Linked DNA regions of Mus musculus: regions 2, 3, 4, 5, 6 and 7 are each linked to region 1. Evidence: chromatin contacts called from public ChIA-PET and promoter capture Hi-C data. All regions are on one chromosome and are shown on one strand. Each heading gives the region's core, a stretch centred on a gene start, on an enhancer-like site or on the middle of the called end of the contact. The rest is flanking DNA. Distances are from core to core; before and after follow the strand shown. Region 1 holds the start of 4930544D05Rik (RIKEN cDNA 4930544D05 gene). Region 2 holds the start of Acap1 (ArfGAP with coiled-coil, ankyrin repeat and PH domains 1). Region 3 holds the start of Gps2 (G protein pathway suppressor 2). Region 4 holds the start of Ybx2 (Y box protein 2). Region 5 holds the start of Ctdnep1 (CTD nuclear envelope phosphatase 1). Region 6 holds the start of Acadvl (acyl-Coenzyme A dehydrogenase, very long chain). Region 7 holds the start of Asgr1 (asialoglycoprotein receptor 1).

The links. Promoter capture Hi-C pulls out the DNA fragments that hold promoters and counts their contacts. ChIA-PET counts read pairs in DNA pulled down with a chosen protein or histone mark.
Region 2: an RNA polymerase II ChIA-PET map of memory CD8 T cells shows a contact between it and region 1, with 13 read pairs. The contact joins the promoter of Acap1 here to the promoter of 4930544D05Rik in region 1. A contact is called at or near these places in 2 of 39 promoter capture datasets (cranial neural crest and liver) and 2 of 115 datasets of contacts at active chromatin or transcription factors (double positive thymocytes and memory CD8 T cells).
Region 3: a promoter capture Hi-C map of neural stem cells shows a contact between it and region 1. The contact joins the promoter of Gps2 here to the promoter of 4930544D05Rik in region 1. A contact is called at or near these places in 4 of 39 promoter capture datasets (cranial neural crest, embryonic stem cells, liver and 1 more) and 2 of 115 datasets of contacts at active chromatin or transcription factors (double positive thymocytes and memory CD8 T cells).
Region 4: a contact with region 1 is called in a promoter capture Hi-C map of liver, with 3 times the contacts expected there. The contact joins the promoter of Ybx2 here to the promoter of 4930544D05Rik in region 1. A contact is called at or near these places in 2 of 39 promoter capture datasets (both in liver) and 1 of 115 datasets of contacts at active chromatin or transcription factors (memory CD8 T cells).
Region 5: a contact with region 1 is called in an RNA polymerase II ChIA-PET map of memory CD8 T cells, with 24 read pairs. The contact joins the promoter of Ctdnep1 here to the promoter of 4930544D05Rik in region 1. A contact is called at or near these places in 2 of 115 datasets of contacts at active chromatin or transcription factors (bone marrow-derived macrophages and memory CD8 T cells).
Region 6: a contact with region 1 is called in an RNA polymerase II ChIA-PET map of memory CD8 T cells, with 15 read pairs. The contact joins the promoter of Acadvl here to the promoter of 4930544D05Rik in region 1. A contact is called at or near these places in 3 of 115 datasets of contacts at active chromatin or transcription factors (astrocytes, memory CD8 T cells and pancreatic cancer cells).
Region 7: a contact with region 1 is called in a promoter capture Hi-C map of hippocampal neurons, with 2.7 times the contacts expected there. The contact joins the promoter of Asgr1 here to the promoter of 4930544D05Rik in region 1. A contact is called at or near these places in 7 of 39 promoter capture datasets (cranial neural crest, frontonasal cranial neural crest, hippocampal neurons and 4 more), 5 of 484 Hi-C or Micro-C datasets (B cells, cerebral cortex, differentiating embryonic stem cells and 1 more), 1 of 115 datasets of contacts at active chromatin or transcription factors (pancreatic cancer cells) and 1 of 9 other capture datasets (embryonic stem cells).

Annotation. Positions count from the first base shown.
Region 1 is chr11:70,613,739-70,617,969 of GRCm38.p6, forward strand. It overlaps 4930544D05Rik (RIKEN cDNA 4930544D05 gene), which reads left to right and starts at 2,156. Exons shown (of 4, transcript NM_001145537.1): 1 at 2,156-2,266; 2 at 2,366-2,566; 3 at 2,660-2,867; 4 at 3,020-3,152. The coding sequence starts at 2,201. The coding sequence ends at 3,060. It overlaps Chrne (cholinergic receptor, nicotinic, epsilon polypeptide), which reads right to left. Exons shown (of 12, transcript NM_009603.1): 6 at 3,867-3,967; 7 at 3,409-3,609; 8 at 3,217-3,331; 9 at 1,923-2,037; 10 at 1,662-1,848; 11 at 1,470-1,576; 12 at 1,145-1,390. The coding sequence ends at 1,235. Mink1 (misshapen-like kinase 1 (zebrafish)) reads left to right here. Exons shown (of 33, transcript NM_001045964.1): 33 at 1-744.
Region 2 is chr11:69,893,113-69,897,343 of GRCm38.p6, forward strand. It overlaps Acap1 (ArfGAP with coiled-coil, ankyrin repeat and PH domains 1), which reads right to left and starts at 2,427. Exons shown (of 22, transcript NM_153788.3): 1 at 2,174-2,427; 2 at 1,488-1,545. The coding sequence starts at 2,226.
Region 3 is chr11:69,911,979-69,916,209 of GRCm38.p6, forward strand. It overlaps Gps2 (G protein pathway suppressor 2), which reads left to right and starts at 2,042. Exons shown (of 10, transcript NM_019726.5): 1 at 2,042-2,455; 2 at 2,774-2,883; 3 at 2,955-3,067; 4 at 3,161-3,240; 5 at 3,330-3,412; 6 at 3,653-3,806; 7 at 3,887-3,976; 8 at 4,055-4,134; 9 at 4,220-4,231. The coding sequence starts at 2,362. Neurl4 (neuralized E3 ubiquitin protein ligase 4) reads left to right here. Exons shown (of 29, transcript NM_001013414.3): 28 at 1-116; 29 at 1,149-1,846. The coding sequence ends at 1,353.
Region 4 is chr11:69,933,398-69,937,628 of GRCm38.p6, forward strand. It overlaps Ybx2 (Y box protein 2), which reads left to right and starts at 2,502. Exons shown (of 9, transcript NM_016875.3): 1 at 2,502-2,851; 2 at 3,500-3,563. The coding sequence starts at 2,578.
Region 5 is chr11:69,978,843-69,983,073 of GRCm38.p6, forward strand. Ctdnep1 (CTD nuclear envelope phosphatase 1) reads left to right here and starts at 2,326. Exons shown (of 8, transcript NM_026017.2): 1 at 2,326-2,743. The coding sequence starts at 2,642. It overlaps Elp5 (elongator acetyltransferase complex subunit 5), which reads right to left and starts at 2,393. Exons shown (of 9, transcript NM_018740.2): 1 at 2,365-2,393; 2 at 1,372-1,720; 3 at 1,157-1,217; 4 at 988-1,068. The coding sequence starts at 1,417.
Region 6 is chr11:70,014,084-70,018,314 of GRCm38.p6, forward strand. Acadvl (acyl-Coenzyme A dehydrogenase, very long chain) reads right to left here and starts at 1,345. Exons shown (of 20, transcript NM_017366.3): 1 at 1,180-1,345; 2 at 1,034-1,112; 3 at 710-775; 4 at 548-620; 5 at 396-460; 6 at 162-296. The coding sequence starts at 1,241. It overlaps Dlg4 (discs large MAGUK scaffold protein 4), which reads left to right and starts at 3,120. Exons shown (of 22, transcript NM_001370675.1): 1 at 3,120-3,150; 2 at 3,339-3,437; 3 at 3,703-3,743. The coding sequence starts at 3,132.
Region 7 is chr11:70,052,474-70,056,704 of GRCm38.p6, forward strand. It overlaps Asgr1 (asialoglycoprotein receptor 1), which reads left to right and starts at 1,882. Exons shown (of 9, transcript NM_009714.3): 1 at 1,882-2,015; 2 at 2,408-2,493; 3 at 3,524-3,640; 4 at 3,764-3,859; 5 at 3,941-4,012. The coding sequence starts at 2,427.

The DNA of each region.
Region 1 (4,231 bases), core at 906-3,405:
CATGGACCCAGCTCTCTTCCCACAGCCAGACTACCCAGGCCGCCCCTGCCCTCCCACCCCCTTGGGCTTTTGCTTTTACTGGTTTGATTCACTGGAGCCTGCTGGGAACGTGACCTCATATCCCTGAAGCTTTCGTGATCACGTGACCACCCTTTCCCCCAACATTCTCAAAACTGTGCCTTTCCCCAACTTGTGGGGAATGACACAGCTTCCTTCCCCTTACCAGGAATTGAGTGGGACTTGCTCCTCCCCTTTTCTCCACAGAAGAGGAGAGCGCTTGGGGCTTGGACCCCTTACCCCATTGCTGCTGAATGAGCAGGGCCCTGACCCCTTTATTTGCACGCCAGGGGAGCCGGCTCCCCCCTTGAATGTACCAGACTCTGGGGGGGGGGTGTTCACTGGGCCCTGGGTTCTGGAGGCGGGGCGGTCACCAGCCACTCCAGGGGCAGGGACCATTCCTCATTTTCTGAAAGCACTTTAATGATTCCCCCCCAACCCCCAGGGAATGGAGGAGGGACCCCATAGCCAAAACATTCCCCCCTTTCCTCCCCACTCCCACCCCTTCTAGCCTCTCCCCTTCCCTAGAAGGAGAGAGCTCAGAGCTCCCAGCCTTTATCCTCCCTTGCTTGCATCTGTATATAGTGTGAGCAGCAAGTAGCCCTTCTCCCTCCTGTATCCTTTCTCAATGTAGTGGCCTTGGATATATCCCCTTTGTTAATAAAGACAATTCAACCAGCTTCCACCATTTTGAGATCCTACTATTGTTCTCTCTCAATCCTGGAGAGATTTGAGAGTTGAGAATGCAGAGGGTAGAGGAAAGGCATTAGGCTCTGTGAAGTTACTGTGATAATAGAGACGAAGTAAGGTGGATGAATAGGCCAGGGATCAGTCCTGACACGGTAGGACCCTTTGAGAATAGTTTTTACCAGCCCCAGCAGGGCCAGGCCAGACTTCTGGCTTCAGTGTTTCTATATCTGGGTCTTGTAAAAACCTCATTGGCTATCAACTAGATAAACATTCTTTAGGTTAGAAGGAGCCAAGAGCAAAATTGAACCAATTGCCTCCAAGTGCCTGACCAAACCACCCACCCATCTTCTACTTCCCTGAGGAGTTGGACCCACCCACATGACCACACAACCCCTCCTGCAAGTTCACAAACCAGATTTATTGTCAGCGGCCTGTTTTCAAAATCTCTTTCTTGGGGGGTGGGGGAGAGGTGGGTGCCAGTGCAGGCTCATGGTTGGATGCACGGTGGGTAAGGGAGATCAGGAACTTGGTTGAAGTAACCCCCAAGGAAGATGAGAGTAGAACCAACGCTGAAGAGCACCAAAGCTGCCCAAAAACAGACATTGTCCAGGGCCTTCCCCATACGCACCCAGTCGGACAGTTCCTGTGAGAGAGAGCTTAGCGAGGGAGGAGCCTGGAGGGCGGGGCATCTAGCACTGCTCCGCCTCAACCTCCCAACCCACCTCTCCAGTGGCTTCCTGGTCTCTTGTGCTCTCAGCCACAAAGTTCACAGCATCCACACAGCAGCGGATTTCTGGGGCTGCAGCACCCAGGTTCTGGCAGAGGGCTGCTGCTAAGGCAACAGCAAGCGCTAGGTCATTAAAAGAGCGTCCCTAACGGCGAGTGTATGCCTTTGACCCAAGAGCAGTGCTTACCGGTCCAAGTTCCGTGCCGATGCCTCTGACCCTCAAACACGAGTTCGCTCCGCGGCTTTTTCAAGATGAGCTCCTCCGCTCTGAGCAGAATGCCCACAGACGAGGCACGCCTCGCTGGTGAGGCAGTTCGGGGATCCTCTGGGGGTGGGCTCGAGCCCAGGAGACGCGGCAGCAGCTCTAATAAAATCTGCAGCCGGGGCAGAGAGAGGTTCCAAGCCCGCTTCCCACCCCTGGGCAGTACTTTCTCCAACCAGCGCTTACCTGGCGCAGCCGAGGGGATGTAGCATGAGTCGTTGGCGTCCTCAAAGATACGTTGAGCACGATGACGCAATTCATGACAATGAGCGTGGCAACCACCATGACGAATATAAGATACCTGATATACAGAAGCCTGATGTCACAGCACCCCACAAACAAGGCACTAGCTGCCCTCTACCTCACAAATACCACCTCCGCACAGCTGGTGGCGTTACTTCTTGATCCTCCTCAACGATGCCAGTATTGTCCTGGCCCTTCTGCATATACCATCTGTTGCGGACATGAAGGGGATTCCCAGCAATTTGGACACCCTGCTGTGGGTCTACCACTTCCACAGCTCCACCGAGGTGAGGGTATTAGAATGGCAGAATCTGGAGAGGTCCCCAGCTCTTCCTGCTATGGCCCTTTCCATGTGATCATTCCACTCACTACCCTTGCTCCTCCAGGTGGCCTTACAGCCTCCACTTCTATCTTCCCTGGAACTTGCTGTGGCCGCAGCTCACGAATATCTGGTGCAAAGGTTCAGAGAGCTTAAGTCCCAGGACCCCCTGGAATCCGACAAGTCGCCCACCCAGAAGGCCACCCTAGGGCTGGTGCTAAGAGAAGCTGCAGCCAGCATCATGAGCTTTGGAGCCACCTTGTTAGAGGTGCTGCTCTGGGAGGCTGAGGGATGGGAATAAAAGGGGGAGAGGGCTAGGCCAACAAAAGCAAGGACCTCTAGCCCATATGCCCCAATGTAGATCTCGGCCCTGTGGCTGCAGCAGGAGGTGCAGCGACTGGACGGCGGCAACGACTGCCCAGGCCCAGCCCCAGACACTGGGGATCCTGGTAGGGCGCTGGCCCGTGTAGCCCTGGCCGCAGGGCAGGGGATTCGGCAAGCTGGAACGGCAGCTGGCGCAAGTGCCCGGTACCTGATCCAGGGGGCGTGGTTGTACCTGTGTGGACGAGGTTTGCACGGGTCTACCTCATCTCTGCCACAAACCCTATGCCAACTGGGCCTTGGGGTCCCTGGGGATCCGGTGCGTTTGGGATAAAGGGTGCGACATGGGTCAGAGGAGGTATGATTAAGGAGATGCTGAACTATACTGTCCTCTTAACAGAGAGACTCGGGAAACCTCAAGGTGTCGCCCAGCAGCAGTGAGGAGAATGGGGGAACAGATAATCCATCACTGTCCCAGTCCAACCCTGTGTCCAAATAAAAGTCCAGAACGGGACAACACCAGGTCCCTATGCAAGCCTTCTTTGGCTACATTCTCCATGCATGCCCCTATCTCTGTGGGATCCACTTTGAGATTACCTGCCCAGCAGTGGCACGCTCAGAGAAGTCTCTGGAATTTTCTGGGCAATTAGAAACAAGAAGACAGTCTGGGCTAGCAGGACGTTGATAGAGACCGTGCATTTCTGGCCACCAGCTAGAGGGAGCAAGCTGTGAGAGGCAAGCCAGGGAGCAAGCCCAGCCTGGGGTTCAGGAGTCAGGGTCACCCCTTACCCTGCGCAGGCAGGAAGTAAGCGAGCAGCACCAAGCCAGAAATGAGCACGCAAGGCACAATGATGTTAATGACGTAAAAAAGCGGCTTCCGGCGGATGATGAGCGTATAGATGACGTCAGTTTCTCCAGGACCTTCTGTGGAACCTCCCTCATAGCGGCGAATCATGCCTGGGCAGTAGTCTATGGCCCATTCTCCATTCTCTGCAGGACATAGGGCACAGTCAGCCCGCACACCTGCAACTCCAGGCCAAGAGGGCTGCTTGAAACCTGGGCTGTTAGCACGGGGGCAGAATGGTAGAGAGGGGCATTTCTGGTGGGGGTGTGGAAACAACACATCTAGACTGACTTCAAGAAGCTCAGCTTCCGGTTGTGTGGTTCAGGCCAAGCCCTACCCTGAACGTCCCCCCTTGAACCTTATCTGGGAGAAGAATTTTTGGAAAGGGGGTATATCCCTTCACCGGTAAAAGCTGCCGTGTCAATGTCAATCTTGTTGATGGTATTGCCGTCGTCATCCACGGCAAAGATGAACTCCACCTCCTCAGCATTGTAGGTCTGGGAGCTGTGAAACAGGGCCAGTCTTTACCCCAGAAGCTGGCAGCCATCTTAGTTCCACCCTGGAAGCTTCAATCTGGCAGGGTAATATGGCTCTCTTCTTTTGCCCACATTCCCCAGCGCGTTCCCAATCCTGCTTCCTTTTCTGTTCTGTTTTGGGTTGCTGATGGGCTTACCGTGCTATCCAAGGGATTCCTGGACTCAAGTAATTTTTATGCCTCAGACTCCTCCTGGGGAATAGCTGCGACTATGCGCTCAAACTACAAGATGG
Region 2 (4,231 bases), core at 1,177-3,676, 720 kb before region 1:
ATGGTGGGGGGGGGAAATCAAACTTAGGTTTCATGCTGGCAAGGGGTGCACTTTGTTGACCAGCCATCTCTCCTGGTCCCTGTAGACTTTATTGTTAACTAGACTGCACCAATGCTAATTTTTGGTTGTGATAATGAGTAAAAACTGCATTAAATATCATCACTCAGGGAAGCTGGCAGGGACGTGGCCTCTCTAAGCAATTACTACAAGTGTAGGATTAACCTGAATTTTAAAAGTTCAATTAGAGGGCTAGAGAGATGCTTCAGTGGTTAAGAGCACTGACTGCTCTTTCAGGGGTCCTGAGTTCAATTCCCAGCAACCACATGGTGGCTCACAACCATCTGTAATGGGATCTGATGCCCTCTCCTGGTGTGTCTGAAGACAGCTACAGTGTACTCATATACATAAAATAAATAAATTTTTTAAAAAAGTTCAATTAGAACCATTTGAGGGGTTGGAGAGATGGCTCAGTGACTACGTGCACTGGCTGCTCATGCAAAGGACTCAGGTTCAATTCCCAGCATCCACATTGTGGCTCACAACTGCAACTCCAATTCCAGAGGATCCAATGCCCTCTGCTAGCCTCTGTAGCAGCCACTAGGTGTGGACATGGTTCACAGACATTTACCCAGATAAAACAGCCAAATATATATACTGAAATAATATCAATAATGTTTTAAGAAGTGTTTGCTCTGGGGATGTAGCTGGTGGGGGAACCCGGCCTGTCTAACATGCACAAAGATGAATTCCATCTCCAGGGGGGAAATAGAGGTCAGAGGATTGGGAATTCAAGACCAGGCTCAACTACAGGTAAATTCAAAGCTAGCCTGAACTACATGTGACCCTGTCTCAAAAAGTATATATTAATATGTTAATAATTTACATACACACACACACACACACACACACACACACACACACATATATGTATGTATTTCAGGCAGGGTTTCTCTTCTGTCCTAGAACTTACTATGTAAACAGACCAAGCTATCTTAGAACTCACAAGAGATTCATCTGCCTCTGCCTCCCAAGTGCTGGGATCTGGGTACGCAGCCCCATTCCCAGCTTTTTTTTTAGCCCTAGCTGGCCTAGAACTCACAGAGATCTGCCTGTTTCAGCTTCACCAGTGTTAGGATTAAAGGCATGAGCCAGTACATCCAGATTTTGGGGTGGGGGGGTCAAGACAGGGTTTCTCTGTGTAGCCCTGGCTATCCTGGAACTCACTTTGTAGACCAGGCTGGCCTCCAACTCAAAAATCTGCCTGCCTCTGCCTCCCAAGTGCTGGGATTAAAGGCGTGCGCCACCACGCCCAGCAACATCCAGATTTTAAATATAATTGTGTGTGTGTGTGTGTGCCAGGCACAGTTAACTTTCAATGACTCTAACGCATTCCCAGTCTCCCGCCATCTCCCTGACCTTTTATTTTAATTTTATTCTAATCTTTTATTTTAATCTGACTCTGCATCTTTTCTCCATGACGTGGTCACCTTTTCCAGGCGGGTCTCCAATTCTGACACTTCAGTTTCCACCAGTTCAATCGAGGCTCTGGGAAAGAATGGACAGCACTTAGGTCCACTGGGCCTCTGCTTAGCATCAGGGGCAGGGTTGGCGTCATGGGGTGATGGGTATGCACAGACCAAGCAGAGTCCAGACAGTTTCTGCTCTTGTGCTGCTGTGCACATTCTAAGCTTCAATAACCCAGACCAGAGCAGGAAGAGTAGGAGGGTGGATGTGGCCAGGGCAGGAAGTTGCTAACCGCCCCGGGGCAGGTGCTGGGGGAGGGGATGCCGTGAGAAGGAAGGAGGAATGCCAATTATAAAGACCAGAAGGGGCAGAAAGGCAGAGTAAAGTGAGCTTCGGAGAGCATGGAGGTTCTGTTATTAAAGGGTTTTTTTTTTTTTTTTTTTTTTTTTTTTTTACTCTGTAGCCCAGGTTAGCCTGGAACACTTAACAACCTTCCTGCCTCAGCCTCCCAAGTGCTGGGGTTCCATGCCTGATTTGAGAGCCTGGCTTGAGTGGTAGAGGCACTAGGTCCCACCAGTTCCCTCTGGTCCCTGTGGCCTAGGCTCTAAGGTTGGTCCTGCCTGGGGAATGCTGGGGGTGGGTGGGTGGGTGTTGGGACCTATTGGGCCTTCCTTCCCCTCCTTAGTCTCATGGACCTGCACACACTTACCGGAAGCGGGGTGAGTCCTTGAGACATTCTTCAAAATCTAGCTTGACCGTCATCTCAGATGACTTGCTTTGGGGGCCTGGGGGGCCCTGGAGGTCAGGTAGGTGGGGATGTAGGCAGATGCACTCCCCACCCCCCAAGAGGGGTATTAATGGAGAAGAATCCTCTGGTAGGAAGAGCCTGGGTCTGGAATTCTTTCCCCAAAGGGAACGGGGTAACCCAGGAGGAGCTCTAACCCCACCACTTCTAGGCAGCTCTGGGAGGGGTAGGGGTGGGGCCTGGGCGGAGGGGGGTGCTGAGATCACAGAAACCACAGTCCCTCCCCCAGAGACTGCCTGCTGTCACCTTCCATCTGGGACACTGGTCTTTCTCTGCTGCTTTCTCCATTGGTGAATAAATTTTTTGAGGGGGAAATGATGGTCTAGAGTCAAATCTGTCTCTGTCACTTAAGACTTTGTGTGATTAGTTGGGCATAGTGCTACATGCCTTTAATTACAGCAGAGACAGGCAGATCTCTGTGAGATCAAGGCCAGTGTGATCTACAGAGCAAGTCACAGGCCTGCCAGGGCTACACAGCGAGACCCTGTCTACACAAAAACCAGTGTGACACTGAACAAGTTCTCTGACCCTTCAGTTCCCTCATCTGGGAGACAAAAAAGCGAGGGGCAGCGCACGCCTTTCATCCAAGCACTCAGTGGGTGGATCTCTGAGTCTGAGGCCAGCTGGTCCAGAGTGAGCTCCAGGACAGCCAGGTCTACACAGAGAAATCCTGTGTCTTTGTCAGGGTTTCAATTCTTGCACAAAAGCAAATTGGGGAGGAAAGGGTTTGTTCAGCTTACACTTCCACACTGCTATTCATCACCAAAGGAAGTCAGGACTAAAACTCAAGCAGGTCAGGAAGCAGGAGCTGATGCAGAGGCCATGGAGGGATGTTACTTACTGGCTTGCTTCCCCTGGCTTGCTCAGCTTGGTTTCCTTCTTTCTTTCTTTTTAAAATTTATTTATTATATATAAGTACACTGTAGCTGCCTTCAGACACAACAGAAGAAGGTGTCAGATGCCATTACAGATGGCTGTGAGCCACCATGTGGTTGCTGGGAATTGAACTCAGGACCTCTGGAAGAACAGACAGTGCTCTTAACCACTGAGCCATCTCCCCAACCCCTCAGCTTGGTTTCTTATGGAACCCAGGACTACCAGCCCAGGATGACACTACCCACAATGGGCCATTACCCCCTTGATCACTAATTGAGAAAATACCTTACATGGATTCTCCAGATCTCATGGAGGCATTTCCTCAAGGGAGGCTCCTTTCTGTGTGATAACTCCAGCTTGTGTCAAGTTGACACACAAAACCAGCCAGTACACCCTGCCTCAAAGATGGTGTTAATAAATGTACAGTATGCTGATTCTATCAGACATGGACATTCTGCTGCAAGGTTGGGCCTTTTCAAGACCCTAGGTTTTGGGACCAGCAAAGTGGCCCACTGTGTAAAAGTGTTTTTCACACATCCAGTCTGACAACCCAAGTTTGACCCCAGAAACCCTAGCAGAACTTATTATGGAAAGTTCCTCTAACCTCGGACCTCCACAGGTGTACCATGTTAACCAAATAAACCAACAGTGAGTTTTTATTTGTTGTTGTTGTTGGCTTTTTCTTTCTTTTTTTTTTTTTTTTTTTTTTTTGTTTCTGAGACAGGGTTTCTCTGTGTAGCCCTGGCTGTCCTGGAACTCACTCTGTAGACCAGGCTGGCCTCGAACTCAGAAATCTGCCTGCCTCTGCCTCCCAAGTGCTGGGATTAAAGGCGTGTGCCACCACGTCGGGCAATAGTGAGTTTTTAAAGCCCTGGTTTTGTTTTGTGTTCTGAAGCAGGCTCTCACTTCGTAGAACAGACTGTGCTTGATTTTGTGACCTTGCTACTTTAGCCCCTAAGTGCTTGCTCCCAGGAGCACAGTTCCTTGGGTTGCTCTGTTCCTCCTCTTGCTTTGCCTTCCCGGGTTATTGTGTCTGGACATCCCTCCCGCTCTCCTGGGCTCCCAGAGCAGGCCCAGTCTGGACAC
Region 3 (4,231 bases), core at 792-3,291, 700 kb before region 1:
GGATTTGAGGAGCCTGGTGAGAACTGTGCACCTCCCCGGGAAGAGCAGCCCCCTCCAGTGCTGCTCTCCCCCTCCCTTCAGTATGCCGGGGCAGAGATGCTGGCCTCCAAAGTGCAGTGAGTACATGCCGGGAGCACTAGGGGCTCAGGGCTGTGCTCAGTCACCCACCGCACCCTTCCTGCCCTGCTTGTTCCTGGATGCACCTTTACCTGTCACTGTTCCTCCTTCCCTCCCGTAATACACACGCATGCGCGCGCACACACACACATATGCACGCACACACACACAGAGGCACGGTTTCTCTATGTATCCCTGGCTGTCCTAGAACTCATTCTGTAGACCAAGTTGGCCTTGAACCTAGAAATTCTAATTCCAGTGCTGGGATTAAACACATGGGCCACAGGGAATCAGATTCCATTATAGATGGTTGTAAGCGGTGCTGGGAATTGAACTCAGGACCTCTTGAAGAACAGCCATCTCTCCAGCCCCTTTTGGTTTTTTTGTTTTTGTTTTTGTTTTTGTTTTTCTTAAAACAGGATGTCAAGTAGTCCAAGCTGGCCTCACATTCATGTTTGGTTTGTATCTGAAGCCGGCCTTGAACACTCAGTTCCTGGTTCCATCTCCATGCTGAGTGTGGATTAGATGAGTGCATCTGTAGGCCTGTTTTTCTGAATGTGTATGGATACCAAGTCTTTCAAAATATCCTGCACCAGGCAATGGGTTTGACCCCTTGTACTACCTAAACTGTGCTTGCGCATTGTAACAAATTCCTGGAGTCCTAACACTAAGTGGCAGGGTCAGTGGGTCGGAAGTTTAAGGTTGTCCTTCCTTTATAGGGAGGTTGACTCCAGCCTGGTAGAGACCCTATACTGTCTCCCAAAAGTGGGTGAAGTAGATGAGAAGTGCACTTGGAGTGTTTGGAAGACGTGAACTAGAGTGCCAGGGTAAATAAACACATGAAGAGTGCTGGGGAGGAGTTAGCTGAGCAGGCCAGGGGAGGAGAGTACTACATACACAATAGTTGGTGCTAAGCCAGTCACGGTGAACAGTATTTCCCAGAAAACAGCAAGGCCTGGGTGGAGGGGGCAGAATTAGCAGTCATGGACCTTGGGAGCCTTACTCTTCTCTCGTTTCTGCTTGGCTAACAGATTCCGGGACCCAAAATCCCAGCGGACACACCAGGCTCAGGTGGCCTTTCAGGTGTGTGTGCGCCCTGGCTCCTATACTCCTGGCCCTCCCTCTGCGGCCCTCAGAGAACTTCCTGACCAGCACTTCAGCCCATCGGAACTTGAGTGGGTCACTAAGGAGAAGGGAGCCACACTCCTCTATGCCCTGCTGGTACGAGTGGAATAAGGGGTGACATACCACTACTCCAAGCACAGCCGGGCCTCAAGCCCAGGACTCTTGAATGACGACTGCCTCCACCTCATTCCCGTGACTGAGAGCATGTCCAGTGCTGTCCTGGCAAGGAGGAGCACGTAGGCAGGCTTTGATTTAGAGCAGGTGTGAAGCACATCTCTACATTCAGGGCCCAGCACACTCCCTCTGCTGAGAGGGAGCCCAGCTCGTCTCGGGGTCCCCCCTTCATGCACTGACTTGGGGAACATGACTCCCTATTATTACCCTCCCCCATATCACTTAATTTATTTCCGTTTTTGTTTCTGGTTACTGTGAATCCCAAAGGAGTCTCTCTGTGCCCACATGAAGCTGCTTTTTCCGTGGCCACTGGGCGCCATGGGGAGGGAGTGGGTAAAAGGAAGGGCTGCCCGAGGACGCTGTGGGCCTCTGTACAGTTGTTACTGACTCTGATTTCTAAGGAGCCAATAAATACTGTCTTCAGAGCATCTGCCTCCGCCTCTGTCTCCCGCGGCCTCGCGAGTGAAGAGTTCTAGGGGCTTTATCATCCCAGGCCGCTCTGTAAATCCACATGGAGTTTGGACATCCCGGCACCCGTCTCTAAGCGCTTCCGCCTTCCCTTTCCTCCAATCGGCTGTGCCGTTTGCCGTCGTGACTCCGGAAGGATTTATCCTGGCCGCCGGATATGACGTAGAGGCCAAGGCGCGCCGAAGGCCTCGGAGAAAGCGCCGACAAGGCGGGTTGCGGGGGTTGGCGCCAGGGCTACGAGGGAGGGGCGGGGGCGCGGAGCCTAAGACCCTCGCACGCGCCCCGGCGCTGAGGCAGAGACCCCGGAGGGACGCTGGTGCCCGGGACACGTGATCGAAGTGGCGAGCGGGCGGCGGACGGGCTTCCGCTTCGGCGCGTCGCAGTCTCTCTAAGCTCCCACTTCCCTGCAGGCCCCGCCTGAGGTCTGGCAGTCAGTGAGAGTCGGGTGCCCACTGCCCAAGCGTCACCAACAGCATCATGCCCGCACTCCTGGAGCGCCCCAAGCTTTCCAACGCTATGGCCAGGGCTCTGCACCGGCACATCATGATGGAGCGGGAGCGCAAACGGCAGGGTGAGCCTGGGCCAGAGCGGGAGGACAGACACTCGGCTCAGGGTGGCCCTGCTACCCACGAACTTGCCCCCATCCACGGGCCCAGCTGTGCGCCTGCTGGCGAGGCTAAGAGGGAGGCAGCGGCGCCTTCGGGGTGTGAGTGAAGAGGCCCAGTCTAAGTTCCAGACCAGAACCCTGGGCTGGGAAGGACCTTGGAGAGCACCTAATGAAGCCAAGTTCTCCCTGTGGCTGTGATGGAGTAACTGGTTTTTGCTGGTCTTCAGTCTAACGCTCAGCTTATTCACACCGCCTTGCCACTTCCCCGTTCTGATTCTTCAGAGGAGGAAGAGGTGGACAAGATGATGGAACAGAAGATGAAAGAAGAGCAGGAGAGAAGAAAGAAAAAGGAAATGGAAGAGAGAATGTCACTAGAGGAGACCAAGGAACAGGTAAGTAGCCTCTCCACACTTGTTTCTCGATGCCTTCTTTTCCCTGCTTTAGCTGCTCGTCCCTCTTCCAGATCCTGAAGCTGCAGGAGAAGCTTTCTGCTCTACAGGAGGAGAAGCACCAGCTTTTCTTGCAGCTCAAGAAAGTTTTGCATGAGGAAGAAAAACGGAGGCGAAAGGAACAGAGGTGTGATGAGATGGCTAAAAGTAAAATTGTGCAGTGGCACAGGTGACAATCTAATAGCAAGAGGCTAACTGACCTGTCTTCCTTCCACTCCAGTGACTTAACCACTCTGACATCAGCTGCATACCAGCAGAGCCTGACGGTTCATACAGGAACCCACCTCCTCAGCATGCAGGGTGAGAGGACTGAGGAAACCGCCTAACAGGGGAGTTCTCCAGGAGGTCGCTGCCTATTTTAGCATCGTGAAACCTCTCCCCCTTTCTAGGGAGCCCTGGAGGACACAATCGCCCAGGTACTCTGATGGCAGCTGACAGAGCCAAGCAGATGTTTGGACCACAAGTGCTTACGGTGAGGGAAAGGTTTTTTGATTTTTTTTAACTCTTCAGGCTGGCTTTTTAAGTTACTAGCCAAGACTAGTCTTGAAATCTGATCCTAACTCCATGTCTCCTCCTTCTGTGGATCAGTACTGTTAATCCCAATCATTCAAGAACAAATATACCAAGCATGTGTATGTAGGAGCTGAGCGTAAAGGCATATATATATACATATGGGGTTTTTCCTAAGCAGTGAGCTTTCATTTCCCCTTAGACCCGGCACTACGTGGGATCAGCAGCTGCTTTTGCAGGAACCCCAGAACATGGACAATTCCAAGGCAGTCCAGGGGGTGCTTATGGGACTGCTCAGCCCCCACCTCATTATGGGCCAACACAACCAGCCTATAGTCCTAGCCAGCAGCTCAGAGGTGAGTGTTGTTCTCCTCAGACTAGGGGCAAGAAGAGCAAGAGCATCAAACCCTAACAGATCATCTCCCACCTTCCTCAGCCCCATCAGCATTTCCTGCAGTGCAGTACCTATCTCAGCCACAGCCACAACCCTATGCAGTGCATGGCCACTTTCAGCCCACTCAGACAGGTGAGATCCCCCTGGGCAGGAGCCCTACCTTCAGGAGTCCTACTGCCACCTGCTCATTTCAAACTCTCCTCCCCTCAGGGTTCCTCCAGCCCGGCAGTACCCTCTCTTTGCAGAAACAGATGGAGCATGCCAACCAGCAGACCAGCTTCTCGGACTCAGTGAGTATGGAGTCCTGGGAGGCCAAGGTGCTAAGATGAGGGGAGCCCCAGGATGCCTCCCTTTAAGGTCAGCTTTGTCTCCTAGTCTTCTCTGCGG
Region 4 (4,231 bases), core at 1,252-3,751, 680 kb before region 1:
ATTTATTTAATATATGTGAGGAATCACTGTGTTCAGACACACCAGAAGAGGGCATCGGCTCCCATTACAGATGGTTGTGAGCCATCACATGTGGTTGCTGGGAATTAAACTCAGGGCCTTTGAAAGAGCAGTCAGTTCTCTTAACCACTAAGCTATCTCTTCAGCCCACCACAACTCATTTTTATTTTATTAAAAATAGTTGCCGGGCATGGTGGCGCATGCCTTTAATCCCAGCACTTGGTAGGCAAAGGCAGGCGGATTTCTGAGTTCTGGCCTCGAACTCAGAAATCCGCCTGCCTCTGCTTCCCAAGGGCTGGAATTAAAGGCGCGCGCACCACTGCCCGGCAGACTTATTTATTATTATACATAAGTACACTGTAGCTGTCTTCAGACACACCAGAAGAGGGCGTCAGATCTCATTATGGGTGGTTTTATGGGTGGTTGTGAGCCACCATGTGGTTGCTGGGATATGAACTCAGGACCTTTGGAAGAGCAGTCAGTGCTCCTACCCACTGAGCCATCTCACCAGCCCCCAGTTTCTTAATCTTAATACAAAAAGGGCTCACCTCCGCTTGTGGGCTTCCTCTCGTTCTCCCACTCATTATTCAGCCCACATCTGAACTCCTCCGTACCTTTGACACCTTTCTGAGTCTTCTGTTACAGCAGTGAGATTGCTTTCCTCAACTAGGATCTCTCTCTTTTCGGGGTCAGGGTTAGAGTTAGAAGCTTTAACAGTATAAGGAAGCGGTCATTTCTGCGCACCTACTGCCTCCCTGGAGACTTGGTTCTTTTCTTGTCTCTTCTCTTTTTGTATTCACTCTGCCTGATGCCCTAAAAATTCCAATCCTCAGCTCTTAAAGGACCAGAGGGGTGCGGTGGGCAAGTTTGCTGTTGAAATTATGACTAGGTGGACCCCAGGAGAGGCCAGCAGAGGGCGCGCTGGGACAGGGAGAGAGATCATACGGGGCTATCCGCGTAGCGGGCACCGCCAGAGCTCACTTGGGGAGCGCGGACAAACTCAGCGGCTCACTCGTGCTACTCCCAGTGGGATAAATATGATCTCTGTTTAGTGTCGCCCATGTCCTCTCATGTGAAGGAGGCGGCCCTCGGAAAGAGTGACTTAGAGCCGTCTGCAGATTGGGAACCAACACTTATTCTGATCGGTGATGCGTTGTTCCAGGTGCTGAGACAAAAGAGTTACTGCTGTGGCGTTTACTGCCTAATGTGTGTTCAGAACATTAAAGGAAATAAAGGGTCAAAACCATTTCATATTTTTTAAAAAGTCACGATAAGATAGGTTAGTTGATACTTGAAGAGACACTCCTCCCACCCCCGGCCACGAGACGCAAAGATAGCAAGTTTTAAGCAAACAGCTTATACAAAGCTGGTCCTGCAATCCTGAACCTAAGAAAATCTGAAGTACTTGATGGGAGACACCAGAACTGCGGCAAGAGGGTCAGGAGGCCAGAGAAGGCTTAAAAGGACTTTCCTGGAGCAAAAATAACGAACTTTAGTTTGTTTAACACATGAGCTCTACCTGGCCTCAACTAGTGAATCTTCCTTCCTTGGCTTTCAGAGTGCTGGAATTACAGGTGCTATCTACCATACATAACCTATAAAGAAGGTATCTTAGGGTGTTGGCTACATGTATGGATATTTTATTAAAACTAAGAAAAGAGCTGCGCTTTGTTCTAAATCTGTAAATGTTGCTTTGTTTCTTTTTTTCTCATTTCTTGAGACATTGCCTCTCAGTGTAGCCCAAACTGTCCTGGAACTCACTATATGATCCAAGCTGACTTCGAACTCAGTAAGGCTGCACTGGGGAGGCGAAAGCAAGAGGATCAGGAGCTCAAGGCCAGGCTGTGCTACACAGACCTTGTTTCAAAACATAAAAACGAGAGGTTTCTGCTTGTGACAGCCACTGTGCCTGCCCTGGAGTGTGCGTGGACGTTCTGTGTGGGAAGGTACCCAGGGCGGTAGTGGGTGGAGAGTTCGGGCACCGACCGTCTGAAGAGTGGAGGTCAGCGGGCCCCCCTCACTGCAGAACCGCGGCTGCCGGCCGCTACCCCCACCCGGGTCGTCAGGGGCAACCTTGGAGGCTCGCCCCGGCCCCGCCTTGCGCACAGAAACCAGGTGGCCGTTGAGGCGCCACCAGCCGGTTTGATTTCCCGCGGCCGGTGGAAAGGGGCGGAGGGGGAGGGGAAATGAGCCATTAGCCAATGGGCTGGGCCGAGGGCATCACGTGGCGGCGGGGAGGTGGGGCTCAGGTGTACTTACGGAGTTGCGGGAGGGGGCCGCAGCTTTAGAGCGGAGTCCGGGAGGCGGGGCTGGCGTGCGGGCCTGGGGGGCTGCGCGGCTACGATTGGCCGGCGGCCGGGAGGCGGGACCTGAGCGCGCCGCTTCAGCCGACTGCGATTGGCCTCGGCTCAGGGCCCGCGGCAGGCGTGCGGGCGAGGCTCGGGGCGCGAGGACCGAGCCGGGTGGCCGGTCCGCGAGCCGGGGGGAGGGGCCGGGGTGGTGGTGGTGGCAGCGGCGGAGGAGGCGGTGGCGGCGGGGGCCGGTACTGGACCCGGCGGGATGAGCGAGGCGGAGGCGTCAGTGGTGGCGACAGCGGCCCCCGCGGCGACGGTGCCCGCGACGGCGGCGGGGGTGGTAGCGGTGGTGGTACCGGTGCCCGCGGGAGAGCCGCAGAAAGCAGGCGGCGGGGCGGGCGGCGGGGGCGGAGCCGCCTCTGGCCCCGCTGCTGGGACCCCCTCAGCGCCCGGCCCTCGCACCCCTGGCAACCAGGCGACGGCGGCCTCGGGGACTCCCGCGCCCCCGGCCCGGAGTCAGGCGGACAAGCCGGTGCTGGGTGAGGGGGGGGCACGCGCTAGGGCGGCTCTCAGGGTCGGCGGGCTGGGGGAGGGGCAGCGGGGTCTGGAAAGCCGAAGGTAGGCCTGGCCCGAAGGACTAATCATAACTAGTCCCGGAGCTGCCGAATAAACTATTAGTGGATTCCGCTGGAGGGAAATCTTGCCGCACCTTCATGAGCCGGAGGGCGGGGCAGGCAGGTTCAGCTAAGGCTTTGGGTAGGAAAATAAAAACCTCCGGGTCTGGCCACACCCCTGTTTGCGGGATACTTGGTGTAGTTGACTCCGGTTCTTGTTAGGTAAACCTCTGAGCTTGGGAGGCAGGTGGATGGGGTCTCTTAAATTTAGGAGGGCTAGAACGGCTGTTGAGTTTTGACCCTGAGGGTGGACCAGGTGAGTACCCGGTTCTAGGTGAAAGACCTGAACTCCGTAGGATGTGAGGAACGTGGGTTTGAGAGCCTGAAACCCCCCTGTGTGTTTTTCCACTTAGAAAGAGGGTTAAGAGTACTTTGACACTTCCAGCGAAGTCTGGTTGACTCGCAGCTTATTAGGGAGGCAGGTTAGGTTTTAGCTTAGTTTTCTCTCAAAACTCAGCCCAACTCCCGTCTCTTCCCCCATCTTACTATCCCCACTGCATCTCTGCCTGGCAGCAATCCAAGTCCTGGGCACAGTCAAATGGTTCAACGTCCGGAATGGTTACGGATTCATCAACAGGTATCCGAGGAACCCAGGGAGGGGGAGGAACGGGTGTCTTTTTCCGAACTGACCTGTGGGATTGGACACCTTATTTCATCTCTACCCCTGCCAAGGCACATGGTTGTGATGTCCAGCTGAGGCTAGTTGAAAGTCTTTAACCACAACACAAATGTATGCTTACTGGCAAGGAGAGGCTGCACCCACATCTTCAAGGGCAGCAGAGGCTTAATGATCCAGGAACTTGGCAAACCTGCCCCTGACCTTCCCAGCTCTTCTGTCTCACCTTCTGGAGTTGCTGCATTATTTTTAGCATGCTGTGTGCCTTTGGGGTAGAATGTTTGGGGCTCCTGGTTGGAGTCCTCACTGATTTCCTGGTTTAGGGCAACACTACTGGCACCCTCACAACTTCTATCCCTTAAAGAGCTGTGGCTCATTTGAACCACGCACCACCCACCCCTAAAGGATAGAACTGAAGCTGGTGTGTGCGGAGCAAGAGAGCGCCTGCCCAGGCTGAGAAGGCTTTGCTTCAGCTGCAGCCCCACCCCTTCCAAGCTCTGGGAAAGGCTGGAGCAGATTCTGACCTAGTAGAGCCAGCACCCCCCCCACACACCCCACCCCCCGCCCCCTACTCTGGCCTTCCCCTGCTCAGGCACCCTGCCCAGCCAAGCCCTCCTGGGAGCCTCAGT
Region 5 (4,231 bases), core at 1,076-3,575, 630 kb before region 1:
GGAACTCTTCTCTGTAGACCAGGCTGGCTTCAGATTCGAGAGATATGCCTGTATCTCCCTTGAATGCAGGGATTAAAAGTGTGTGCTATTGCCAGCCGTGATGGCGCACGTCTTTAATCCCAGCAGTAGGGAGGCAGAGGCCAGCCTGGTCTACAGAGTTCTAGGACAGCCAGGGCTATACAGAGAAACCCTGTCTCATAAAGCCCAAAAAAGTGTGTGCTATTACAGTGATCTTATGCCATTTTTTTAAATTGAAGAAATCTTATAAATTGGACATGTGGCATGTAACATAGTCACAGCATAGGGGAGGATGAGGCAGGATATGAGGCTGGGAGTTAAGAGGTTACTGTGGACTACACAGTGAGTTGTAACGCAGCCTACACCACATAATGAGATCCGCCCCATAATGAGATCAATTAAAAAAAAAAAAAAACAACAACCAAAAAACAAAATGTCCTTTTCTGAGAAAAATAAAATAAAATGGGCAAAAAAGTTCTATCCAAAGGTTAATTTAGCCTACTACTCTTTGGAATTAGTATGTTCCTTTATCCTGCCTTGTGTTTTCAGTTCAATTCTAGCATCTATAGTCTTGAGCCTTATAATAAGGCCTAGAACAAACCAACTCCAAGGACACTTATATAAAAGATGATGACATCAACTTTAGAAGAAACTCAAGTGTTTCTTGGTTGACTATGCATTAACGTGCAAACATTAAAGCCAGAATGCTTATGTATATACAGCAAACTATCTAAGCGTTTACTGCTCTCTTTTGTTGAGTGAGCAACAGCCTCATTCATGTCCCTTCAGTCAAGCCGGCAAGCTGGTGCTAAAGTCTCTAAAAAAAACCCATCTCGCTAGTCTTTTAATTTTTACTGTTCCAAACCCTACGATACCAGTTTCTCCACAGTATGAGATTCTGTGCTGTCTGTTGAAGAGACGTCCTTAGCAGCTGTAGTCCGAATGAAACCTGTTTTAATGTATACTCACCGGCTGTTGACATCAGAGTCGAAACCTTCGCGAAACTCTTCTTCGCTCACTTCACAGCCCAGAACGTGGACCTGCTCCCCACTAAGGCAGAGATGAAGGAAATATATTGAAGAGTGGGGGTACCGGCTCCCTTTCCGGGAAGGAGAGGAGAAACTGTGGGCTAACTCACCGAAGTGCAGATTTCTTGATAAGAGCCTTCAGGAGACTACGCCCTTCCCACTCCACGGAATCTGGGGAGAGCCAAGGATGGGTGAGACCTACTGAGCCCTCAGGGCTCCGACCACGACTTCCACCCCTAGCTGGGTATCCATCCCCAGCGGGTCCTCCAGGCTCCCGCTCCTTCAGCCAAGCCCAAGGCTACCACCGCATGCCTTGATCCCTCACCTCGCAAAAGCACCAAACCACCGATGGCCAACAACGAGTCCAGCATCTCTGACGCCTCAGGACGCCTTCTGATGTCGTCACCACCGAGGAGGCGGGGCACTTACGATTGCTTCCAACCTTAAAGGACCGCAAAGTCCGGAAAGAGGAGCCTGGTTTTTTTATGCTCCGTATTCTCAGGGGGCTTACACGGAGGGGCCGCTCCAGAGTCTCTGTACACAGTCCTAGAGACAACATCCTTAATCTACTCTTGCACCATGACTGGAGCCAGAAGGGCCGTTGGAACAGTTATCAGTGGGATGGGGACAAGGACAGAGGTCTCACGAGCTCCAATCCCGAAGAAGGTTCGAACCTGGGAATAAATGATGTCACTCGGCCCCGCCCACACGGCGCCTGGCTTCTCTCCAGGTCCCGCCCCGCAGTAACCTAGTGCGCGTGCGTAACGCTGCACCCCGGGGTCAGAGCAGAGAGCTTTCCTTAACTTTCCCCTCCCTCCTCAGAATGAATTGAGGGAAACAGCAATCCCGGGGAAGTGAATACACGTCACTACCGGAAGTAATGTCAGAGGGGAAGAGGAGGAGGGAAGAGAGGAGGGAGCCCTTTGGGCGGTAAAATGGCGCCTGTCAGAGTGGGAAGCCTAGCTGCAGAGGCTGCAGCCCCGCTCCTCAGCGGCTAAGCGATCCTGACCTCGGGGAGGGGGAGGCCACTCCGGCCCAGCGATCCGTGCCCTTCGGCTCCCCCTCCCCCTCCTCCCCAGCTCCTGCGCCCAGGGGGCCCCCGAGAATCGCCGCGGCCCACCGCGCGCCGCCGCCGCCCCCGCCCGCCCCCTTCCCGGGGCAGACCCCTAGCGCGCCTGCGCAGAAGGCCACCCTTCGCTTCCCCCTTCCCCTCCCATCTCCCTCCCTCCCTTTTCCCTAGCCCCCTCCCCCACTGCCCCCTCCCCCAATTCTCCATCCCCTTCCCTCCTGGTCTCAGAGGACCCTGTCCTAGCCCGACCTGTTTCGGCCTGCAGCCCACGCGAAGTCGTCGGTGCCACTTCCCGCTCATGTGGGCCCCCGCGGGCTGCCCACGCCAGTCCCCCAGTTCCCGGTTCCGCTGGGCTTTCCCTTCGCTGGGGGTGGCTTTCTAAGCCACCCACTCCGTGCTCATCTCTGCAGCCTCTCCTGCCGCTCGGGGCCCCCGTTCCCCCTCCCTGCGGCGGGGGGCTGCCCCCGGGGGGCTGGCGGAGCTGGGCCGCGGGGGCCCCGGGGCCGGCGGTGCCGGGGTCATCGGGATGATGCGGACGCAGTGTCTGCTGGGGCTGCGCACGTTCGTGGCCTTCGCCGCCAAGCTCTGGAGCTTCTTTATTTACCTTTTGCGGAGGCAGATCCGCACGGTGAGTTTGCTTGGGTGCTGCCAGTGGTGGGGTCCTCTGTCCGCGGTGCTCGCGGAATTTTGGATAGTGCTGGGCCTCTGCTTTGGGCCTAGGAAGGGAGCCTTGGCCAGAGCTTTACCCGCTGGAGAAGTAGGACACCTTTAAGCAAGGTTCAGCCCTTAATAAAAGAACCATGATTTTTACTGGGTTTGCTTTCTTTCTTAATCTGCCTAAATGGGATAGGATTTGGCAGTTCTCGGGGGCTAGAATGGTGCTCTCCTTACGAAAGCTAGAGTTGTTGCTAAAGAAAGAAGAGGCCGGGAACACCTGTTTGCTGGTAGCCAGAACTATTGATATGGGCTTTGGAAAGACCCTCCTGTTGAAAGTCAGACTCCTTTGTCAGTGGTGTGGGTGGGTAGAAGGGCATATGGAGCAGGAATTGGAACTTGAGGAAAAGCCTTGGGTGTGAAGGAGCTCCTCCAAAAAGGCTCTGGAATTCTCTAGCTTGTGTGTATGGGCTTATTATTAAGACCCTGGGACAGAAAACGATGCTTTTCCAATAGGCATCTTTAGTTGTCAGATGCACATTAAAGTTGGGTGTCTCATTAGACAAGCTGGCTGTTAGCTGGAGAGCTTGCATCTGAAGGTGGGCATGTTTCTCCAGGCGACTCTAGCGATTATGAAGGGATACTTGGAGTGTAGAGACTGTTTGGATGAACCCAGGTATCTCTGGGTTCTCTCCCTCAAGCTTTTCTCCAAGGTAAACATTGTTTCAGCTACCATTCCTCCCCGCCGCCCCTGCCCCCAGCCCTGGCTGTCCTGGAACTCACTTTGTAGACCAGGCTGGCCTCGAACTCAGAAATCCACCTGCCTCTGCCTCCCCAGTGCTGGTATCAAAGGCGTGCGCCATCACGCCTGGCTTACCATCACTTCTTAATGAACATGCCCTCTGGAGTAAATCTCCTGAAGTCAGATTCTGGGGGGAAATGACTGAGTAGCATGCAGGCTTTGGCAGCCCAGGTCAGAATTCCCAGAAGGACCTTGGTGGTTCTGGTAGAAGAGGTGACTGAGGTGGCTTGGACTTCAGTTCCTTCTCTAGCAGTCTGTTTATTTCTTCCACTTCCTGCTTTAGGGTGAGGATTATTTTGGATGGTGGCTATAAGCAGTCCTAGTCTCCTGAGATAAAATAGGATCCATAGGGTGTGTGAGGCTGGCCAGGTGTGGGCCTAACTCCTGAGGTTTTCTTTATGCTCTGACCTCTCATCCTCTTTCTGACCTTGCTCTGAGAACCCTCCCTCTTTTCACAGCTCCTTTATTTATTTATCTATCTATTTATTTATTTTTGAGTGTGGGGACTAGTGTCCAGCCCAACTATGGAAAGACTTCCTAAACTGCGTTCTTCTGTAAGAAATCCCCCGACCCCACAGCCTTTTGTCCTCCCCTCCCTTCCAGGCTGGTTTCTTCCCCACGCCCTCTCTGGCAGAAACTTGGAGCATTCCCTCCATGCCC
Region 6 (4,231 bases), core at 95-2,594, 600 kb before region 1:
GTCCACGGTCCTAGTGGGCTGCACACAGATCATGTTTCAGGGGAAAATGTGTGAGAAAAAGGGCAGGCAGGTAGACACTACTCTGGCTACTTGCTTGGCCCTAGTGGTGAGTCTACCAAAACTGGAGCACTGTGGAATGTTAACCAGGGGGATCCTCTCACCTGGGTATTAGAGAGGCCCAAACCACCCAGCTCGCTGGGTACTTGCAGGCCAAATGCCCCCAGTTCCTTGAGTCCCTGCAAAGTGTCGTCCTCCACCTTCTCCAAGGCGTCGTTCTTGGCAGGGTCATTCACTTCCTGAGCAAGGAATAGGAAGAATCTCATATTCAGAGGCTCCTTTAAGCTCCTTAGCATCTTACTTAGCCCAGGAGGGGCTGAGCTCTGGTCATCCCTTACCTCAAAGAACCGGGCCACTGGTCCCACCAGCTCTTTGAGAAATTGTGCCTGTTCTTCACTGAGCACTGTATAATGGGAGAGAAGAGCAGGCTAGTCAGGCAGAGAGGGCTCCCCTGCCCACACTGTCAGTGACTGACTAAGCCTTTACTTACCAGATGGGTATGGGAACACCTGATCAATGGTAAGCTGGCCTTTGAACATCCCCACAGCAAAGGACTTCGATTCCTAGGCAAGGAAGGAAAGGATCTTAGGTGGGTGCCTGGGGTGATTCTACTCCTGGTTTTTAAGTGTCAGTCCAGTTTCCAGTCACTTACTGCCCTGGCTGGTTTTTCTCTGGTGGAAGCATCAGAGGAGAGGGTTTCTGGCTTGTCCAGAACTGCCTGGAGGGAAGGGCAGAGCAGTTAGGCTGGAGATGGGTCTTAAAAGGTGTGCAGGAAGCGCTAGCTCTAGGAAGTGCGTTTGGTGCATGTTCCATTACTTTCTCACTAGGGCACCCTGGCGTGCCCTTTCCCCTACTTTCAGTGACAGAACTGCCACCAGGTGACTGGGTCGAAGAGAGAGACCCCTGTCGGTCGCAGGCTAGTGGGAACTGGCAACTCGCATTTCTACGTCCGTCTCCCTCATCCACTGTCACTTACCTGAGTGGCCTCCCTGGCATAAAGTCGCTGGGCAGAGATAGGCCGGGGTTGTCCCTGAAGCACAGTAGTAGATCGCGAGCTGTAAGGAGTCGGGGTTCAGTTCTGCCCTGGTTCCCAGACCCAGTGTCCCCTTGCTATATACGGACCTTCGGGCCCCCAGCCGCAGCAGCTGTCGCCCCACACTCGGGGTCATCCGAGCCGACTGCATCTCCAAAGCCGCCGCCGAAGTCTTGACCACTGACCTCTTCTCTTCGCGTCTCGCCTGCCCAAAGGTTGTGTGTCTGGGCCCTGACTCATGCTCCACAATGCACTGCGTGGTGGGGGCGTGGTCTTGGGCCTCGATGCATGGTGGGAGCTGAAGTTCCGACGTGTGCCCGGTCCCTGTATTCTACCTGACCTAGGGTGATCCATCTTCAAACGATCCGTTTTCTTTCCCAAACTCTATAGAGCCGCTGGTCTAAACTAAAGTCTGATCCACTAAAAAGGGAAGAGATTAGATAAGAGAAGGAAGAATTAAATGACTAGAAGGTTGGAGGTAGACTGGAGGGAGGACTTCCTAGCTAAAGTTAAAAGAGAGAAAGGAAAATATCAGATGCAGAGACCTGGATTATAAGGAAAAAAATTCTCCTTCAAATAAAGAGGGGCGTGAGGTGGCAGACTCAAGCTGGGGTGTACTCTAAGCGAATTCTGAGATCTAGAAGATTTCACCAACTTAAAACACTTCTAAAAGCGCGTAGTAGGCACCTCTAGTCTCTCATGGACTTTGGGAGATAATAAATCACGATCACTATGAATTTGAGGCCACATAGACCCTGCTAGAGTGAAGACTCCAAATACATAAGTCTTAGGAAATGAATACTTTTTTTTAAAAAAGAACTTTATGTGTGTCTCTGTGTGTCTGTATATTAGCGTGTGCACATGGGTGCAGTGCCTATAGATACAGAGACCAGAAGCTGTGGAGCTGGAGGGAAGTTGTGAGTCTCCCGACGTGGTTGCTGAGAACAGAACTAAGGTCCTCTGGAAGAGCAAAATGCATCGTGTGTGTGTTGTATGGTTTTTGTTGTTGTTGGTGGTGGTTTGTTTTTCTGAGACAGGGTTTCTCTGTGTAGCCCTGACTGTCCTGGAACTTACTCTGTAAACAAGACTGGTCTTGAACTCAGAAATCTGCCTGCCTCTCCTTCCCAAGTACTGGGATTAAAGGTGTGCGCCACCACTGCCAGGCTAGTTTTTTTGTTTGTTTGTTTTTTAATTTATGTATGTGAGTACACTGTAGCTGTCCTCAGACACATCAGAAGAGGGCATCGGATCCCATTATAGATGGCTGTGAGCCACAATGTGGTTGCTGGGTATTGAACTCAGGGCCTCTGGAAGAGCAGTCAGTGCTTTTAACCCCTGAGACATCTCTCCAGCCCTCCCTTTTTTTTTTTTTTTTTTAGGCTTTAAAGGTTTATTTTAAAATTTTTATATATATGAGTGTTTTGTGTGTATATATATATATATATATATATATATATATATATCCCACCAAGGTCAGAAGAAGGCATTAGATCACCTGCAACTGGAATTACATACAGTTAGCTGTACACTGCCATGTATGTGGACACTGGAGACTGAACACAAGTCCTCTGCCTAAGAGCAACGCATGCTCTGATTGCTGAGCTGTCTTGAACCTCATCTAAAAGTCTGCTTATGCGAGTGTGCACTCACATAAGCCCTTATCAGAAGACAACTTCCAATAGTTCTCTCCACATTTATGTGGGTCCCTGATGACAGGCTTGGCAGTGAGTTCCTTTACTCAGTGAGCCATGTCACTGCCCCCGACCCCTTCTCAGTATGGTCAGGCCTGGGGAGAAAAAGAGCTTAACTCTGGGTTGCTGGGACTGCCTTAGATAAAATCCTCTTTCCCACTCACAGAAAAGCAGCTAAATTATGCCTGGCATTTGGGAAGGTACACTATGCGGAGCAAAGTGTTACCTGGTGACCTGGGGAAGAATGGAATCTAGACCGATTGTCCACTTTACTAGCTACAACTGCGTAGGCTGAAGGCAGCTCAACTTCAATCTTGGCGGATTAGGGAGATTAAATCGAGAGAAGAGAGATGTCCCAGAGACCAAGAGGTGAAAAAAAAAAACCAACCCGGGTCTTTGAGGGGGTGATCTGGATCTGGGATGGGGGCCCAGGGGCTCCTTCTCTTCCTGAATCTATCCATGGTGTCTGGAAAAAGAAGACAAAGGCTGGGAAACCTTAGATGACTAAGTGGGTAAGTGGCTTGGTCTCGATCCTTTGTCACTTGCTTTTTTACCAGCTCCCAGGTCAGCCCTCTGGCTACTGGCCCCCCCACTACTGCGGTGGGCACCTCCCCTCCTCACAGTGCTGCACAGTGATCTCTTCCAGGCCTTGCTGGGTGAGTAAGGCTGGTGTTCTGAGGGGCCACAGTGGACAGGGCTGGCCTGTGGTATGGGGTCAAGCATTACAGGTTCTAGGCTGGTTGGAAATACTCAGAGCATCTAGTCCAGGCTCTCGCTTGTATAGAGCCATCACACTGTACCTCCTAGCAGCATCCATCCTAGCCGGAGGAGCCTCTCTTGACACACAGAAGCCAGGGGTAGCAGGGGTGGCCAGAGGGCCCCGGGATTTGGGAGGGTGACTTAATTCTGTTCCTGTGACAGACATCCTGGACTATTATGAGGCTTGTATCTCAGAGAGTCAGGTAAGGTGATGACGGTGGGTGCCTGGCTTCCTGACTGCCTGAGCTGGCAGGACTGGAGGGACAAGAGTACATTCTTCTAATTCTAAACTGAGACTTAGGGGCCCAGGCAACATGATCCCTAGTACTGACTGAGGAGTTGGGGCACCAGCAGTGCTGTCTGTGGGCAGCCAGCCCTATGCCCTTTCTCCTTTCTTCTCCCCTTTCTTGCATTGCCCCAATTTCAATACCAGGAAGTCCAGGTCATACTTAATTACTTTTCAGACTTCTTCCTGTGACTCCTAGGGGAGAACTAGGTCCCCAAGATTCTCTACTGCCAGCCCCTCCCTCAACCCCTTACCCCACGCTATGGCCTCCCTCCTGCACTCAACCAAGGAGGGATGCTCCCCTCCCAGCTGTGGGCTTTTTTCCTCTAAGGAGGAATTCCATCCTCCTCATCTTTGCTGTCATCACCGAGGTTAGCCAGGTCTCCATGTTTGCCGTAGGGCCTC
Region 7 (4,231 bases), core at 632-3,131, 560 kb before region 1:
CTGCCGTCATGTCAGGAGGACATTCAAGCAGCCTCGTGGACAGGCCTGTGTGGTGAGGAACAGAGGAGTCTAAGCAGCAACCCACAGTAACTTGCCTGTCCTATGAGTGAGTCACTTTGGCAGTTGATTTTCCAGCCTTAGTCCAGTCTTTCAACAAACACAGCACTGACTGAGATCATGGTTGTGTCCTCAGGAGAGATTATTCTGAGTCAGAACCAATGGTCGAAGCCGCACTTTAACCTTTACAGTGGAGATGGTCTGTGTTTATTGTTTAAGTTGCTAAGTTGTGGGGTACTTACTTTGTGGTAAATGACTGGTACACATATCCAATGGGATATATATATACATATGTATATATACTATGTTATATGTTATATATTATACTTATACATAGTATATGTATAATATATATTATAAAATGTATCTCTCTAAATAGAAATCTATTGAAAAGGGATGAAAAACTACACACACACTCATTCATACATCCACAATCCACACTTAACATTTATTCAAGCATGTGTGTTAACATTAGTCCAGTACTGCTCTCTGATCCATGAGCTTAGGGCATGGCTCTCAGGTATGAACTGTATTTCAAAATGCCTTCTTCCAGGACAATATGCAAATAGAAAGATGCAAAAATCCTGAGTTTACAGCATTTTCCAGTTTTACAAGCTAGGGCTGAGGTCTCTCTAGCACTGAGAGAGCAAGAGGCTCGGTGCCCCCTGCTAGTCCCTACCTCTATGAGTAGAGCTACTATTCAGACTGGATCTGTATCTGTTTGCTTGCCAGAATAAACTAGATTGTAAGTGGCAAAATCAGAGAGTGTTAAATTAATGGCCCAATTTTCACCAAAATCGCTGGCAGCAAGCCCGGTTCATGTAAACATGCGGATTTTTAGGACACAGACAAGCAAGGACGCACAGAGTAGTTGGATTTATGTAAGCGGCACCTTCCTGAATAGCTCACAGGCTCTAGACGGCCACAGAGGCCACTCCTCACTGTGGAGCCTAACAGGAGGAGGATTATATGTTGAATATTGCTCTTGTCCCAAGCCTGAGTTCTGACAGGCCTCTCTGAAGCTCTCAGGACCATGAGGGGCCATGTTTAAGCCTCTCTGGGGATTTGGGGACCTGGTGCGTGGGACAGCTAAGGATCCCATTCTGAGTGAGGTGCTGGAGGCAGCACACAGGTCACTGAGTTGGGCTGCCCGGGTGTTAGTCTGTGCTCTTCTGTGTAGTATGGCTTTGAGAAGCCCTTGTCTTCCAGAGCCTCAGCTTTCTTGCCTGCAGAATGGGTTGTTCTCTGGGGATGAGAAAGGTTGAAGTCCTGGGGCATATGGTAGAATCAGTGATTTCTTGGCCCTGATCCTAGAGGGGAGCTGCTCCTCCTGTTACCACTGCGCTGCTTGGAGGACTACCATAGAGTGAGTCAGTCAGGTTAGGGCTGAGGAGCCTGGAGCTGAGACCCCAGGAATCTACAGCTTGCAATTATAACACTGAGGTCACAGGGCAGGATTGGGCAAGAGCGGGGAATCAGTTGGTGCCTCTGATCCTGGTCAGGGATATTTGGAGATACGGACAATTCTGGGAAATTCAGGACCGAAAGGGGGAGGGCTCTGAGGGCAAGCAGCAAACTGTTCCCTAGCCTTTTAAGGCCTGTCTCACCCACAAAAAGGTAACAAGTATTGAACATGCGGAAGTGCATGCGTAGATGTGTGTGCCTCTGTGTGTGTGTGTGTGTGTGTGTGTGTAGACTCCCCTTTTCTGAGAAATAGAATAGAGGTCACCCATGCCTTCTTTCCTCCCCTATACCTCCCCAGTTCCAAGTCTACTCCTACCTCTGTTTATGGTTCAAAGTCCCGGTGTTGGTGATGCCAGGTTCAGCGTGCTCGGACACACATGGGCCCTGGATGGACCCTGTCCCCTCCCCTCCCATTGCCCAGGGCTCTTCACCTGGTTCTTCAGGCTTCAGCCCCCTCCTTAGCCTGGGCTCTTCGTGGTGCTGAGGGACCTTCAGTAAGTACAGCAGGAGGAGAAGGGATGGGTGACAGCCAAGAGAGAGTGGCTGTATGGGTTCACATGCGCAGTGTGTGTGAATGGGAGAGGAGAGATTTTTCTTAGACAGAATGTAGCCTTGGTTAGTCTGGAATGCACTCTGTAGACCAGGCTGGCCTCGAACCTACAGAGATCCACCAGACTCTGCTTCCTGAATACTGGGATTAAAAGCATGTGTCATCATGTCCAGCTAGAGGATAGATTTTTGGATGTCAGGCTTGGGAGCAGATAGGGTTAGGGGAGACAGAAAGTATGTCCACCTAGTCAGATGTAAAAGGGAACTGGACTTCATCCAGCTCTGAGTCTGTTAGCCTCGGCCTCAGCTCTAAAGGCTCTAAATTTGGCTGTCCTAGGTCCGGATCCAGTGCCATCATGACAAAGGATTATCAAGATTTCCAGCACCTGGACAATGATAATGACCATCATCAACTCCGGAGAGGTGAGAGGTGCTCCCTTTCAGAGAGGCGAGGGGTTCTCCCCTCTGGAGGAGAACATCAGTGGCTCTGTCCCTCCGACTCAGCTCCTGTGTCCTGTGGAGATCCCTAGCTCTGTTCCATACACTCAGAAAACAGTGGCTGCATCACTCTTGCTGGGACATAGGGTACAGGGCATAGTGTTGGCATCCTCAGTGACAGATGTCCAAGCTTCCTCCCAATGTTACCCATTTCTCAAGACCCCAGGCAGAGGGTGGCTCCAAGGTGTGGGGCCTACTGAAGGTCGGGGGCATGAGCTTATTGTCAGCCCCGTCTGAAGTTAGGTCCCTTTCTTCTTCAGTTTCAACAGTGTGTATGTGGAGGTGGAGGTGGGGATGGGAGGTGATCAGGATCAGTTTGACTTAAGGGACCCTTGGAGAGGGGGCTGAGGGTCTCAGCACGGATGAAAGATGAAGCATCTGCTCTCCCTACTTTGTCCTCTGAGCAGGGACTGTCGTGTGCCTGTACAAACAAATACAGAGCTCTTGAGGTATCCCAGGTGGGCAGTGTGCTTTTATGCAGGAAGGAGCACAGGAGGGGAAACGGGGCGGGGGGGGGGGGGCAGGAGGGAAAGCCCGCAGGCCAACCGACAGGACTGAGTGTCATTTTCTCCCTTGGTGGGAGAGGCTCACCTTTTCTCCTTGCATGCAACCAAAGACGCACAGGATTCACGGAAAGAGGAGGAAACCCACCCTTCCCACACTTTGGTGGAGCAATGACTCCCCAGGCGTGGTTCATCGTCTGTAATGACAATATTATGCCACAGGGTGGCAGCAGAGGTCCAGGGCTTCGGGAATGCTAGGGCAGGTCAAAGCTTTGCACTTCTGATAACCCCCTTTCTTCCCTATCTTTAGGTCCTGCAGGGTTGTCCACGGCCCACATTTCTTAATCTATACGGCCCCTCTTAGTCTACTGGAGAGCTTAGTTTGCGCTCTTCCTAATACCTCGGGATTTAGGTTGGCCCAGGTAGTGAACTCTTGATACGCTCTCTTGCAGGGCCGCCTCCCACTCCACGGCTCTTGCAGCGACTCTGCTCTGGATCCCGCCTCCTCCTGCTCTCCTCGAGCCTCAGCATTCTGTTGCTGGTGGTTGTCTGTGTGATCACATCCCAAAGTGGGTGGCCAGGGCTGGGCAGAGAAAGGGGGCAACTTCGGGTGTGTGTGAGCAAGCGGTGGGTGCGGTGGTTGGTGGACACAGACAACTTATTTTTCTCTACCCACATCCTCTCTTGCTTAGATTCCCAACTCCGGGAAGATCTGCTGGCTCTAAGGCAGAATTTCAGCAACCTCACTGTGAGCACTGAGGACCAGGTCAAGGCCCTGAGCACCCAGGGTGAGGGGGACTGGGTCTGGGGCCTGGGTCTGGGTGAGGGGTGGTGGGGTTGTCAGGACTTTGAACAAGTTTATCCTCTAGGAAGTAGTGTGGGAAGAAAGATGAAGTTAGTGGAGTCGAAGCTGGAAAAACAGCAGAAGGATCTGACTGAAGGTGAGGATGGGGCGGGGGGGGGGGAGGGAAGGGGGAGGGGAGGGGAAGGGGAGGGTGAGGGGGGAAGGGAAGGAGGGGAGAGGGGGGAGGAAGAGGGAATGAGGGGCAAAGGGTAAGAGGTTAGGGGGAGAAAGAGGGAAGGGAGAGGGTGAGGGTGAGAGAGAGAGAGGAGGGGGAGGTCAGGTGGGGGGAGGGGTCTGACATGGGGCCAAATCTCGC